2 separate regions of the Macaca mulatta genome follow, and region 2 is linked to region 1. Evidence: chromatin contacts called from public Hi-C data. All regions are on one chromosome and are shown on one strand. The core of a region is the stretch at or near the end of the contact, and the rest is flanking DNA. Distances in the headings are between cores, read along the strand shown. Region 1 overlaps PDGFRB (platelet derived growth factor receptor beta). Region 2 overlaps SLC6A7 (solute carrier family 6 member 7).

What was found. A called contact is a pair of places that touch in the nucleus more often than the background predicts.
Region 2: a Hi-C map of fibroblasts shows a contact between it and region 1, with 2.4 times the contacts expected there. The contact joins two enhancer-like sites. A contact is called at or near these places in 4 of 14 Hi-C or Micro-C datasets (fetal cortex germinal zone, fetal cortical plate, fibroblasts and 1 more).

Annotation. Positions count from the first base shown.
Region 1 is chr6:159,109,540-159,116,507 of T2T-MMU8v2.0, reverse strand. The region is part of intron 1 of PDGFRB (platelet derived growth factor receptor beta); the gene reads left to right. Among named protein-coding and RNA genes, the nearest start is that of PDGFRB, 13 kb to the left of the region's middle. Within about 2 kb of position 3,282, at least 6 of the 40 cell types and tissues checked have an H3K27ac peak or open chromatin away from gene starts, as enhancers often do.
Region 2 is chr6:159,179,757-159,186,724 of T2T-MMU8v2.0, reverse strand. It overlaps SLC6A7 (solute carrier family 6 member 7), which reads right to left. Exons shown (of 14, transcript NM_001266791.2): 14 at 6,198-6,968. Among named protein-coding and RNA genes, the nearest start is that of SLC6A7, 23 kb to the right of the region's middle. Within about 2 kb of position 2,769, at least 11 of the 40 cell types and tissues checked have an H3K27ac peak or open chromatin away from gene starts, as enhancers often do.

The sequences.
Region 1 (6,968 bases), core at 2,033-4,532:
TGGACAGAACTGTTTCTGATCAGGAGACAGGCAGTCTGGCATGACGGGCAATAATTCAGGTTTTAGCAGTTGTGGTGACACGCACCTATAGTCCCAGCTACTCAGGAGGCTGAGGCAGGAGGATCGCTTGAGCCCAGGAGTTTGAGGCTGTAGTGAGCTGTGAGCTATGATCTGTGATCATGCCACCACGCTACTGTACTCCAGCCTGGGCAACAGAGCAAGACCCTGTCTCTAAAAAAGAAGAATATAGGCTTTGGAGCCAGGCTGGCCTGAGTTTGCATTCCAGTTCCTTTGCATCTTACTTGTTGTGTGATCTTGGGAAAGTTACCAAAAGTCTCTGAGACTCAGTATCCTCCTCTATAAAATGGGAATAATGAGTGTGCCCCCCTCACAGGGTGGTCGTGAGGATGAAGCAAAATCTCTACATCATCTCATTTAGCAGAGTGCCTGGCTCTAAATTAGTAGGGGCTTTTGTTTGTTTCCAGATTGGGGACGGGGATGAGAACAATAACTAGGAAGATGTCCTGTGTTTGGAGAGTGGGTGGTTGGTGGATAGAAGCAGGACCAATAAGCAGAGAATACAGTGAGATAAACTGTACTCAGTGTAATTAACAATTCTCAATAGTCTGGCCTCTGAAGATTCCAAGCTGGCTAAGAATGAAATGGGCCACAGGTGACGTGGTGAGATCCCTGTCATGGGAGGTGTGCAACTGCAGAGAAGGTGGGGGAGATGTGAATGGGGTAATGTACTAAGATTGTAGGACTCTGTGAAAAATGGTGTGACTGTTTCCCACTCAAACTGTCAGCTTCAGCTTTAGCCAGCTCAAAAGAGAGTATGAAAGAATGAAAGGAGAAGTCAGGACAAAGAAGGCGAAAGGATGAGGCTGACGACTTTATTTTTTATTTTATTTCTTGAGACAGAGTTTCACTCTTGTTGCCCAGGCTGGAGTGCAGTGGCGCAATCTCGGGTTCAAACAATTCTCCTGCCTCAGCCTCCCGAGTAGCTGGGATTACAGGTGCACGCCACCATGCCCAGCTAATTAACTTTTTTTTTTTTTTTTTTTTTTAATTTGAGCTTGTTCTGTGCCAGGTACCGGGCTGTCCTTTTTGCGGGGCTCCTCATCTTTGCCTCCTGCCACAGACGGGCTGTCACATGGGCATTGGGGCTGTGTGTTCTAGAGCCTGTCTGCCCAGGATTAAACACTGGAGCCACCACTGGCAAGCTGTTGGGCAAACAATGTAACCACTCTGTGCCTCAGTTTCCACATCTGTAAAATGAGGAAGCAGCACCGATATCATGGGATTGTTCTGAGGACTCGGTGAGATCACTCACATAAGGAGCTTAGCACAGATAGTGGGTGATAAGTACAGTGGGCCCTTGAACAACGAGGGGGCTAGGGACAACCGCCAACCGCAAAGTCGAAAATTCATGTATAGCTTTTGACTCCCCAGAAACTTCACTGCTAATAGCCAGCCTACTGTGGGCCTTACTGATAACATAAAGTCAATTAACACATATTTTGTCTGTTATGTATATTATATGCTGTGTTCTTATAGTAAAGTAAGCTAGAGAAAAGAAAATCACAAGGAAGAGAAAATACATTCAGTATTCATTGAGTGGAAGTAGATCACTGAAAAAGTGTTCACCCTCGTCTGCACGTTACGTAGGCTGAGGAGGAGGAGGAGGAAGCGGAAGGGTTGGCCTTGCTCGCAGGGGTGGCAGAGGCAGAAGAGGTGGAGGAGGTGAAAGGGTGGGAAGGGTGTGAATGTTTCACATGTGTGAAAGTGGACCTGCACAGTTCAAACCTGTGTAGTTCATGGGTCAACTGTACGAAGTCAGAGGTAGCTATTATTATTATTGTTATTTTTAAGGCTGCTAGAGGCCCAGATGGGGCCGGGGTGGGTGGGAGGACTCTGGGCCAGGAATCCATAGGGCCCTGGGGGTCGCCCTCAAGGTGCCGCAGGAGGCAGGAAGTGCTTGCTCTACAGCCGGTGGGCAGGGGTGTGCAGCAGGCCTCCCTCCCTCACTGACCTCCTTCTTAGGCTGCTTCCCAGCCTTCCTGGGGACGAAGGGCCCCTCCCTTGGGCCCCAGCAGCCGTGAGGCACACACTGAGTGCTTTCCCATGCATCGTTCCAAGTAGCCAGCCAGCATGGCTGCCCCTACCCCCAAGCACACCCACTCTGACGGGTGAGGGGGTGTTTGCTGCAGGGGATCGGGGCTCGGGCTGGGGGATCAGCCCGTTCTTTATCAGCCTGGCTCCGTTCCAGACAGATGTTTCATCTTATTTTGGACTTCCAGAAAATAGGTCATTTCTTTCCATTGTGTTCCCTGGGGAGGCCTCATGGGGAGAGGAGCACGAGTGAGTGACGAGTGTGAGGGCCTGGCTTGGGCCCTGGGGAGCTGTGGGGGCAGCCGCCTTCCTCCCTCAGTTGTGAGGGAGCTGTCAGGGCCAGGGCCGGAACGTTCTCAAAGGCTGGGTGGAGAAGCCAGTCTTTGCCTGAGGGGGATGGAGAGCAGAGGAGGGCTGGGAAGGTCACATAGGTGTTTCAGAAAGGTCCCTCTGGCTGGTGTGTGAGAACAGGTGGAGGGGACAGATTGGAGGTAAGGAGCTTAGCAGTGGGACAGCCAGAGGCAGCTGAGCCTGTGCTGGAGGGGTGGGTGCAGGGGGCTCAGCAGGCTTCCAGGGAACCAGCACTGTTCTGCCATCCAGTTGGGACTTCCAGAACAGCGGGAGCCCACACCAGGCCCCATCTTAGTCGATTTCTGCTGCTTTGTTCAGGGGACTTTGTATGTACCTGGAAACATAAAGAGGCCCCTGGGCCTGGAAGCAGCATGGCACAGAGAGTGGCTCCAAGACCGTGTGGCCTGTGCCAGGCTGTTCTCTCTCTGTAGCCCTCAGAGTGATCCCGAGGCTGGTGGTGAGGTTCATGGTGCAGGGGTGGAGCACTGAGCCTTCTCCAACTGGAAGTGGAGCGAGCATAGGATTGAATAGGGGCGGTGGGAACCTCTGCCACTTCCCCAGTTTCTCCCCTCCACCTGTAACTGTCTCCTCACCCTGTGATCCTGCTGTCTTACCTGGCTCCCAGGATGGGGCTCCCTGATGACATGACCTGATCACACCCACATCTCAGCCTGCTTGGGGACAGCCACATGGGCCAGACTCACCGTCAGGCCCAGGCTATGCTGCTATCCCTTTCTTACACTCTAGCTGCTGGCGGGAGGACTCCATCCCTGGCTCCAGATGCCTCTTGCCCCCACAGACTCCCAGGCCTGGAACTGGCAGCCTTCTCTGAGCTGAGTCATGACATGGGTCCCTCCCCAGCACCCCCACCCCGAGCCCAGCATTCCAACTCAGCACAGCTGCCTTCCCAGAGTGGAGCCCTGAGGGCCACAGCACGTCAGCCCTGAAAGTGCTCCCAAGACAATCTTGCCCACCGTTTTGCACAGATAAGGAAACTGAGGCTCAGAGAGGGTCAGGACTGTACAGTAGTCGCACTTAGCTGCAGTTTCACTTTCTGAAGTTTCAGTTACCCCAGATCAACTGTGGTCCAAAAACATTAAATGGAAAATTCCAGAAATAAACAACTTAAAAGCTTTAAATTTTGTGCTGTTCCGAGTAGTGTGATGAAATCCTGCACTGTGCTGTCTGTCCCGCCCAGGAGTGAATCATCCCTTTGTCCATATACACTACCCTCCTGTTAGTCATCAACAAAGTCCACTCCTGACATCCAGCCATCAACACCATCATGGCTCAGTGGTCCAGGATCACTTGGAGCAGATGACCTGATCCTTCTGATAATGTCTGGAGGTCAGTAGTAGCCTAACGCTCGTTCACAATGTCTACGCCATCACCTCACTTCATCTCATCATGTAGGCACCGTGTCATTCCACATCTTCACAAGAAGAAGAGTGATAGAGTACAGTAAGATATTTTAAGAAAGAGACCACAGTCACATGACTTTTATTAGAGTATATGGTCATCATCGTTCTATTTTATTATTAGTTATTGTTGTTCATCCCTTATTGTGCCTTATTTATAAATAAAATTTTATAATAGGTATGTATTTGTAGGGGGAAGAACATAGTATGTATAGGGTTTGATTTTATCCAAAGTTTCAGGCATCTACTGGGGCCTAGGAATGTATTCCCTGCAGACAGGGGGGACCACTATCCTATAAGTGGGTGTCACAACTGGGACTAGAGCCAGGTCTTCTTACTTCCCACTCCAACCCCCCTCCAAAGTCTGTCCCAGGCCTGTAAAGTGCCCCGGTACAGAGGACAGAAGACTGGACTGGGTCAGGAGCCTGGAGTCTTCGGCTCACTTCTCCCAACAACTTAGCAAATTACCTCCACTGAGTCTCAGTCGCCAATCCCTGCCTGGCTGGGCCCGTGCAGAGAAAGTGACTTTAAACAAAGGTCAATGTGTGGCAGGACAGAGGTGTGCTGTGGAAAGGGCAGGGGCAGCTGTAGCCTGAACCTTGGGGCCTTGAGCCATCAGCCTCACATCTTAGCAGGGGCTGGAGGCGGGGAGCTGTGCAGGCAGGTGAGCTTCAGCCCCACGGACCACCCAAGCCCATCTTGTCTAGGCCAAAACAATGGGCCCTCTTGCTTTCCTTCCCTAAGCCTCAGTTTCCCCACAAGCACAATCGAGCACAGGAAGGCAGTTAGATCAGATAGATGATCCCTGAGGGCTCTGGCGTGCTGACATTCCAAGACTCTGACCCCATAACCCCATGGCCAGGCCTCCTCCTCCCTCAGGCATTTGGTTTATTCAGAGCATCCCAGGCCTGAGACTGCCTGCCCCCAGCACCCCCGTCTCCCTGCAGCATGGCCCTCTCTCCCTCATCTCACTGCTATTTCTACCCGGCCTGTTCCCGGCCTCCAGACTGAGCATCCCACTGTCCCCTCAGTGCCCACAGATCCTCCCTATCCTAAACCTGCTCAGTCGCAGCTCTCACTCCTGCTCTTTGACCTTATTCTCATCTCAGAAAACGGCATCCTCCCCTCAGCACGTGCACGTGCACACACACACACACACACACACACACACTCCTGCCTCCCAGTATTCCAAGCCAGATACAGAGGTGCATACCTCCCTCTCCAGCCCCTCAATATTAAATCACCCAGTCCTGTCGATTCTCAGCTAAGTAACTCTCAAATCCATCTGTTTCTATCAGTCCCCACTGCCTTCTCTCCAGAGCCAACCAAACAGGCACGTTGGTCACAGAAGCGGTGGAGCTGGTGGCAGAGAGCACCGAGTCACACCATTTCACTTTAATCTCTGTTCTACCCCTTCTGACTCTGCATTCCTAGCCCAGTTATTAAATGCTCTCTGCCTCAGTTTCCCCACCTGTAAAATGGAAATGATCACTGTATCTACCTCATAGAGTTGACTGAGGATCAAGTGAACCAATACATGCCAAGTGCTCAGAATGGTTCCTGGTGCAGTAACACGGGCTTTCTGGCTTGTCTGTTCATGCATATGGCTGCGTGTTCAGGTGAATTTGGGGTTCTATGTGCACACGTTCCATGCATGTTGTATGTGCTGCATACACATGTGAACTGTTGTACACGGGAGCATCTCCACGGGTGGTGGGCACAGTGGGAGCTGCACACATGTGTTTTGTGTGGGTGTACACATGTTTAGTGCCTGCATGAGGGCTTGGCACACACATGGTCTGTTGCCTACGTGTGTGTTGTGTTTCAGAGGAGCGTGTGAGGAAGCGCGTAGGCAGGCATCTGTGCATCTGTACTGTGTGTATGTGCTCACCATGTGCAGGCTCCCCCCATCAACCCCGCAGCAATGCAAGGCCCCCTCCCTGGCCTGCCTGTGTCGTGGGAGCCTCAGGACCCTGAGGGAGGGAAGCTGTTGCTGGCGGATGTGGCCAAGATGGGCTGGATTTATTTAGATTAAGGCGGTGGGAAAGGAGTGGAGAATTGTATGTGCTGGGAGGAGGGAAGTCTGGGGCTCTGAGAATGACTCCCCAAGCAAGCTTACTCTCCTGGACTTGGGGCACCCACTCCTCTCCCCTGGACTTGGGGTCCTTACTCAGCTCCTTTGGACTTGGGGCCCCCACTCTGCTCCCTTTTGACTTGGGGTTCCCAGTCTGATCCCCTGGACTTGGGGTCCTTATTCCACTCCCCTAGACTTGGGGCCCCCCACTCCTCTCCCCTGTACTTGGGGTTCCACTCTGTGCCCCTGGATTGGGGTCCTCACTCTGCTCCCCTGGGCTTAGGATCCTCACTCTGCTCCCCTAAGGGGGGTCCTTCTGAGTCGTGTGAGGAGCTGGCAGGACCTCCACTTTGGGCCTCTGAGCCTACAACCTAGCCAGAATAGGAGGAATCAGGAGGGGTTCCTGGCACACAGCACTCTCTTCATGGGCAAAAGGGGGACCCTTAGGGGTCCCCTCCCTCTCTCTGCTCTAGAGGCCTCCCTGGGCAGGAGAGTACAGCAGATGGGGGGAGTGCCTGCTCTCTGACTGTGACATCCAGGTTGTCCTAGGTGGCCCTTCCCTGCAGTACAGTCCTCCTAAAGAAAGGAAGTTGTCACAGGCAAACCCACTACCACCAAGTCAGCTGCCTGGGCCTCCCTGGGATGGGCTGGAACCAGAGCAGCCTCTGGGAAGCACAAAGAGGCCTAATGCATTGGGTGGACAATGGGGGGTGTCAGGGAGTCATCCAAGATGGCCTGGGAGGTCATGTCTGGGTGCCCTAAGCCCTACTCTGCCCTCCCTGGCCCTCTAGCCTCTTTTCCCTACCACTCTTTCCCGGCCACCTCCTGGGGTTCCACATCACCAGCGGAAAGTCCCCTGAAACACTGCTGTCTAACTCTTTTTATTTTTATTTATTTATTTTTTTGAGACAGAGTCTCACTCTGTCACCAGGCTGGAGTGCAGTGGCATGATCTCAGCTCACTGCAACCTCCACCTCCCAGGTTCAAGTGATTCTCCTGCCTCGGCCTCCCGA
Region 2 (6,968 bases), core at 1,520-4,019, 71 kb before region 1:
CTCCAAGGAGGGCTCAGAGATGAGCTAGACCTGTCTCATGACTCCTGTCCCCCAGGAATCTCTGATGCCATTCCAGACAGCAAGAGACATGCAGAGAGCAAGAACTCAAGGAAGGCTGGGATGGGGCCTGGATCTGGAGGTGCAAAGTGTGCAGAGCCCAGAGGAAGGAGAAAGAGAGATGGTGACCGGGCTGGAGAAAGCTTCATGGGGTGCTTGATGGGATGGAGGCAGGGAGAGTGTGGAGGCCAGAGCAAAGGCTGGGAGCCCAGAACTGTGGCGGCAGGGTGAGCAGAACAGACTTGGGAGGAGGCCGTGGGGGCCAGAGGTGTCTAAGGGCCGAGTAAGTCCCAAATCTGCCATGATGTGGTGCCTTCTCAGGGCATGGGTAGGCCCCAGCGGTGGAAATGGCCTTCCCCAGGCCTGGGTTGTGGTAAATCTTTCAGGAAACATTCCCTAGCAGGTGCTGGGGGGTGTGCATAAGGCAAGGTGGGGCAGGTCCAGTCCTGTGGAAATGCCCTCTGCTTGTCCTTCCTCCTGGGACCAGCCTCGCCCTCCCTTCTCCACCCAGGGCTACCAACGTCTCACAGGCCGCTTCCCTCAGTACACGCTGGCCCAGCCATTCCTTCCCAGACCCAGGGCCTCAACTGGAGGTGGAGGGAGCTGGGGCGGGGGACGATTCCTTCCTTCCAAGAGAAAAGGGAGGACTGTCAGCATCCTCTCCCAAAGTGACCTTGGAGGAGTCACATCCCCTCTCTGGGCCTCAGTTTCCTCATATTGCAATGACAGTGAACCTGTGGACTCCATATGTGAGAACTGAGCTGGCTGCCGCAGATTCACCAGGGAGTTTGCTAAACATACAGAGGTTTTGGGCCCCACCCTCAGAGAATAAGAGCCATTCTTCTGGGCAGGGGTCCAGGCAGCTGTAGTTTTAGTAAACGCCCAGGTTTGGGAATTTGCATGGAGCATCCCCTCCCCCTCCCCCCATTGTCCCCACCCCATTTCCACAGTCTCAATGGCAGCCTGAAGATGCAGTTATCAGGGAGCCCCACCCCAGGCTTCCCACTTCCCTGTCCTCCCCTGACTCAGCTAGATCAATATTGACCATAGGCCCCTCCCCTGCCTCTAAGTCCTGCCACCCTAAGCCCCAAAGCTCTCTGAGACCCTGACCTTGGATCAGCAGAGTCAAGGTCAAGCCAGGCTTGGGACTGTGATGATTTTATCGCTGTGCCCACGCTCACCCGGTATCCCCCTACTCCTCGTGATTGGGCAGGGCATTTGGCTCACTGGAGAAACCTTCAGGGCTCTGAATCCTTAAACTTATCCTGCAGGAGAAACGAGACTTCCTTCCCACCAGGCAGAGCCAATCCCAATCCATCTCTGAAGGGGGTGCTGCTCCCTGCCCTAGCTCCCGTGGCGTGGTCCCTAGCAGAAGGCTGCATGGAGTGGGTGGGTGCAGATAGCTCCCCTTTGCTCACCTCCCTCCACCGAGGCACCTCTGCAGAGCCTTCCGCCCTTGTTCAACCCATTTGCTTTACAAATGGGGACACTGAGGCCGGATCCTCGGAGCACAGAGATGGTGCTGGCAAGCCTGGGCCTCCAGCTTAGCCTGTCCCTGGCTCCAGGCACGCCATCTCCCAGCCTCCTTCTCCCCAAGCTGGTTGGAGGTGGGAGCTGAGCCTCAGTTTCCTTATCTGTACAAGGGAGAGCTGGCTAATGAGATGCATCCCATCTAGAGGGTTCCTGCATGCCACATTTTGTGCTAAGCACTTTGATCACATTTTAAAAATATGTATTGAGCATCTAATTTATCTCATTTAATCCCCCACAAAGGGAAATTTATTCTCCCCTTTTCACATCTGAGAACACTGCGGTTCAGAGAGGTAAAGCAGCAGATTCGGAGGGACCGTGGAGCCAGAGTTCCACTCTGACCAGCAGATAACTAAGGCCTCCTTGGCTTTTACTGCCCACGGTTTTCTTTTCTTTTTAGAGAAGAGTTCTTACCCTGTCACTCAAGAGATCCTCCCAGCTGGGTAAGGCGGTTTAAACCTGTAATCTTAACACTTTGGAGGCTGAGACAGGGAGATTGCTTGAGCCTAGGAGTTCCAGACCAGCCTGGACAACAAAGTGAAACCCTGTCTCTATAAAAAGAGTAAAAAAATAGCTGGGCATGGTGGTGTACACCTGTGATCCTAGCTACTAGGGAGACTGAGGTGGGAGGATTGCTTGAGCCTGGCAGGTCAAGGCTGCAGTGAGCTGTGATTGTGCCATTGCACTCCAGTCTGGGTGATAGGAGAGCCTGTCTCAAAAAAACTCCACAAAACAACAACAACAACAACAACAACAAAAATCCTCCCGCCTCAGCCTCCTGAGTAGCTGAGACTACAGGCACAAACCACTAAGCCTGGCTTCTAAAAAATGTAGAGATGAGGTCTTGGTACATTGCCCAAGCTAGTCTCGAACTCTTGGTCTCAAGTAGTCCTATGGCCTCAGCCTCCTGAGCAGCTGGGATTACAGGCACCAGCCACCAAACCTGGCTCCCTGGCTGCAGTTTTCTGGGGTTGCTGCTCATAGAGCCTATGGACTTCAGCAGGAAAAGGCTTTCTTTCCCAAAACAAGAAGTGATTCTGAATGAAGGTGCTGAAAAAAGCCTCCCTGCGGCCAGAGGGGGCGGGCTGCTGCTCTGTCCTTGGGGAGAAGGCCAGGGCAGCAGGAAGTCAGGCGGAGACAGAGCAGGCGGAACTGTTGGCCAAGGATCCGCAGACGGGCAGCCAGCCCCGGACGCCCTTCCAGGGCAGGACCAGCTTCAGCGAGGACTCAGGCCCCAGAGGGAGTGGCCTGGAGCTCAAAGAACCAAACTTTCCATGAGCCACCAGCAAAAAATGAGTCTGGAGGAGCCTGTCTACGTCAGACCCTGGGGCTCAGCAACTAAGGGTCACGTGGGATCCTGAGGGGCCTGCGACTGTCTTAACTCTTTGCTGGATATCCCCAGAGCCACCCAAGAACTGTGTTCAGTTTGATGCTTCATGGTACAAAGCTGTGAACCAGCCTTGTGGAGTCATTGGGGTGACTGAGAGATGAGGAGAGTCCAATCTCTGTCCTGAAGGAGTTGGTAGCGGGACAGAGGTGGTAGACACAAGTGTGTTCCTCCAATCAATAAATGTGTATCACACGCCCACCAAGCCCATGGGTGATGCTGCTACGAGGTAGGAGTTGTCATTACCCATATTTTACAGGTAAAAGAATGAGAGCTTAGAGAGGTTAAGTGACTTCCCCAAGACCACAGAGCCAGGGAGGAGCAGGGCTGGGAATAAATCCAGGTCAGTGTGGCTGAGCAGCCTGAGGCCTCTGCACCATGCCCTTCTGTGGCCCCAAAGCGCTCTGGGGTCCAAGGAGAGTCTTCACTACATGGAAACAAGATGCATTGTCTCAAAAGGACGTGAGTGCTCTGGGCAGGCAGGGCTGGGCTGTCCTACACCAGATGTAGGACTGAGTCAGACCCCCTGAAGATTCTAGGCGTCCACATCTGGTTGGGGAATTGAGGAAGGCTTACAGGGGAGGGCATATTTAGGAGGGACTTAAAGGATGGCCAGGATCCCAACGGGTGGGCGGGAAGACACTGGATCAAGGCGGAAGGACCTGCCTAAGCCAACGATGGAAGGCAGGACAGCCTTGGCCTGCTCAGAAGCATGAGCTGGGCTGGAGTGATGGACGGGAACACAGAGCTCAGGGCCCACTGAGGACCGAACTCTCAGGTAACCAGTGTGACCCCTGGAGACTGTTGACCCTTACTTGGCCTCGGGAATATGGCTGACCTAATGGTGTGGGTAGGAGCCCCTGCCCTTCCACTGCCTTCCCTCCTTCCCTGCCACAGAGACCACACGTTGGCAGTAGCTGCAGACGGCCAGGCTTCCCATCTCAGCATTTCCTGGTGCCCAAGGGCACCCTCTAACAAGCCCCAGAACAGGAATGAAGGGCCCCGGGGCACCCTACCCTACACTCCAGCCTGGCACATACAATGCCTCCCAAGGCTCCACACCAGCCTCCCAAGTTCAGATGGACACACAGATCAGATGAGACAGGACATTAGAGGACTGAGTGAGGGTGGAGAGCCCTGGGGCCTGGCCTCAGCTCCAGAACATTCTCCCCATGGGACCTGGGTAATCCCTCTGGGCTGCTCATCCCCTGAGACTGTAGAACAGTCAGCCTGCAGAGAGGCTGACAGGAGGCCCTAACTGAGCTGTGCTTACAACTTTTTTTGGTTTTTTTGAGACGGAGTCTCTCTCTGTCCCCCAGGCTGGAGTGCAGTGGCACGATCTCAGTTCACTGCAACCTCTGCCTCCTGGGTTCAAGTGATTCTCCTGCCTCAGCCTCCCAAGTAGCTGGTACTACAGGCGCGTGCCACCAAGCCTGGCTAATTTTTTGTGTTTTTAGTAGGGATGGGGTTTCACCGTGTTAGCCAGGATGGTCTCGATCTCCTGACCTCGTGATCCGCCCACCTTGGCCTCCCAAAGTGCTGGGATTACAGGCGTGAGCCACCCCACCCGGCCCCATGATTACAACTTTTAAATCAGTCATCCACATTGCACATTGGGAAATTTCTCATAAAAATCCAGATTTCCAGCTGCCTTTAAAAAGCCCGGAGATCTGGTAGCCCGGGCCCACACTTCTGAGAGGTGGCCTCCCTCTTAAGATAGGCGTGCTTTCTTTAGTTCACCACAGTCCCCACCACTCCCTCTTGCCTCTCCAGCACTCACGGAGGGTCAGTTGCCTCATATTCTCTCGCTCATACCAACAGCTTTGCTCACCCAGGTTCCTGGCTGGCCCTGTAGGCACGTGGGTTTGCCGCCGGGTAGGACATTCACGGGTTGCAGGGTGGGATCCTACTCCAGACAGGGCTGATGTTTCCTCTGAGCTGCCTGCTATGCTGTTGTGGGTTCCCCCAGCTGGGGCTCCCTGTTCCCCAGTCAGCTCCCACTGTAATCAGGGCCAGGCTGGGGGCTGTTCTGAGCCAGGAAGACCTAAAGTCAATACAGGGATCAGGACTAGGGCAGTTGGGAGATGTTGCTGGTGACGGAGGGAGGAGAAGGTGGCATGGCAGGAAAAGTTGTCTGAGAGCAGAGGAAATGGAAAAAGCAGGAGAAACGGAAAGACTGGGCCAGGGAGGACAGAACAGGGACCACAGGCCCAATGGCAGGAGTGGGGCAGGGGTTGGGGAGGCAGGAGGAAGTGAAGCTGGTGGGACCCATGGACTCCTAGAACCCTCCAATCTCACACTTGGAATCTGAGGAGAAGGGAAGCCTAGACTCCCAAGATGCTCCGTTCCTGACTCCCAGGACACCTGGCTGCAGCCAAGAGGCTGGTGAGGAATATTCAAAAGTCCATGGTCCCATGCCCGGGCAGACAGCACCTCTTGCCCAGAAAGGGCATGCTGAGAAGGCTCAGTACCAGGGCGCTGCCAGCAGGGCTGGAGCCTGCCTCGTGGGAAGAAGCACCTGAATTCTGAAGGCCATTCTCACACGCTTTGCAAATTAGCAAATTCATCTCTTTCCCCTCACCCAGAGCCCCAAACAAAGAGGAGTGGGAGGGGGGCCCGGCCCTTTGTTAGGGGGAATTTATTAATATCTGAAATATGCAGCCGCCCTTCCTTTCCACCCCCAATCAAAGCCTTTGCAAACACCTGGGCCTCGCATTTGAAAGGCCCTGGGGCTCTTTTATATGACAAGGCCCTGCCAGGAGGGGGTGGGTGGAACCCGGAGATTCTTCCGGACTGGGAAACTCTTGGCTCCTCCTAACCCTGGTCTTCAGCTCCAGCCTTCACCTGCAGGCAGGGCTGAGGAGGAGCGGGAGAGGAAGGAAGGCAGCAGGCTCATGGGCTCTGCTTTGCTGGCCGCACCACCCCAGGCTCTGCTCGGCTTGGCTGGGCCACCTTGAGCAAGCTTCCTTCCCTCCGTGGGCCTCGGTTTGTCTGTCTGTGTGACAAGGAACGAAGTAGTCTCTAAGGGCCCGGAGTTGTCTTCCTTTCTGAGCCCTACCCACCCCCCACTGCCATAGGGAAATGTCAGACCCAGGGCAGAAGCCAGGAGAGCTGGGGGAAGGAGGGAGCAGAGCCTGTTTTCTCCCCTGTCCAGTGGGAGCTGGGGAGCCCTGTGCTGCCCACCTCATGGCTCTCAGCAGTAAGGAGACAGGGTAAGGAGCATGACCTCATTTGATATTTATTAACAATAAACCAACAGAACACAAGGGGATGGGGGGACACAGCGAGAGACAGGCATAGAGGCTGGCCACAGTTGCACGAGGGAGCCCTGTCCCACGGGAGAATGCTGTGTGCATAAGCCGTGCTGAGGCATTTCTGCACCCCACCCTCCTCTCTGAGGGACCCACAGTACCAAGGGCTACCCTCTGCCCTCTGCCTCTACCCCTACACCGGGCCCAGGGCACATGTCCTGGAGCAGGGTGGGTGACCTCGGGACCAGCCAGCCATGTGTGTAGGCCACCTCCTAGTCTCATGGTTTCCCTGTCACCAGCAACCAAGGCCAGCTTCCTAGCAGCTCCTGAACTGGAGGAGACACTGCAGGCCACCAGGACAAGGGAGATGGGAAGAGAGGGGCCCTGGGCCTTCACAGTGACCCTTCCTACCTCCCCAGCTTGTGCGGCTTGGGGTCCAGTGGGTGAAGGGGTGGCCTTTCTCTGAAGTGCTGGGGCCTCCTGTCCCTACCCGCAGCCCCAGCGCCCTGGCTCAGGCCACTGGCACCCTTTTCCCACTTTGCACAGGCCTCCCCACTCCACCCTGTCCCCTCCAATCCACCCTGCACAGACCCAGAATGATATTCTTCATCATGCAAATCCCCTACCCACCCCATCATCCCTGGCTCCCCTCTGTTAGTTTTCCTTCTGTCTTAAACCCTCCTGTAACCTGGTAAAATCAGTGTCTCCAACCCTCTTGGTCTCTGCCCAGGCAGCTCAGCATC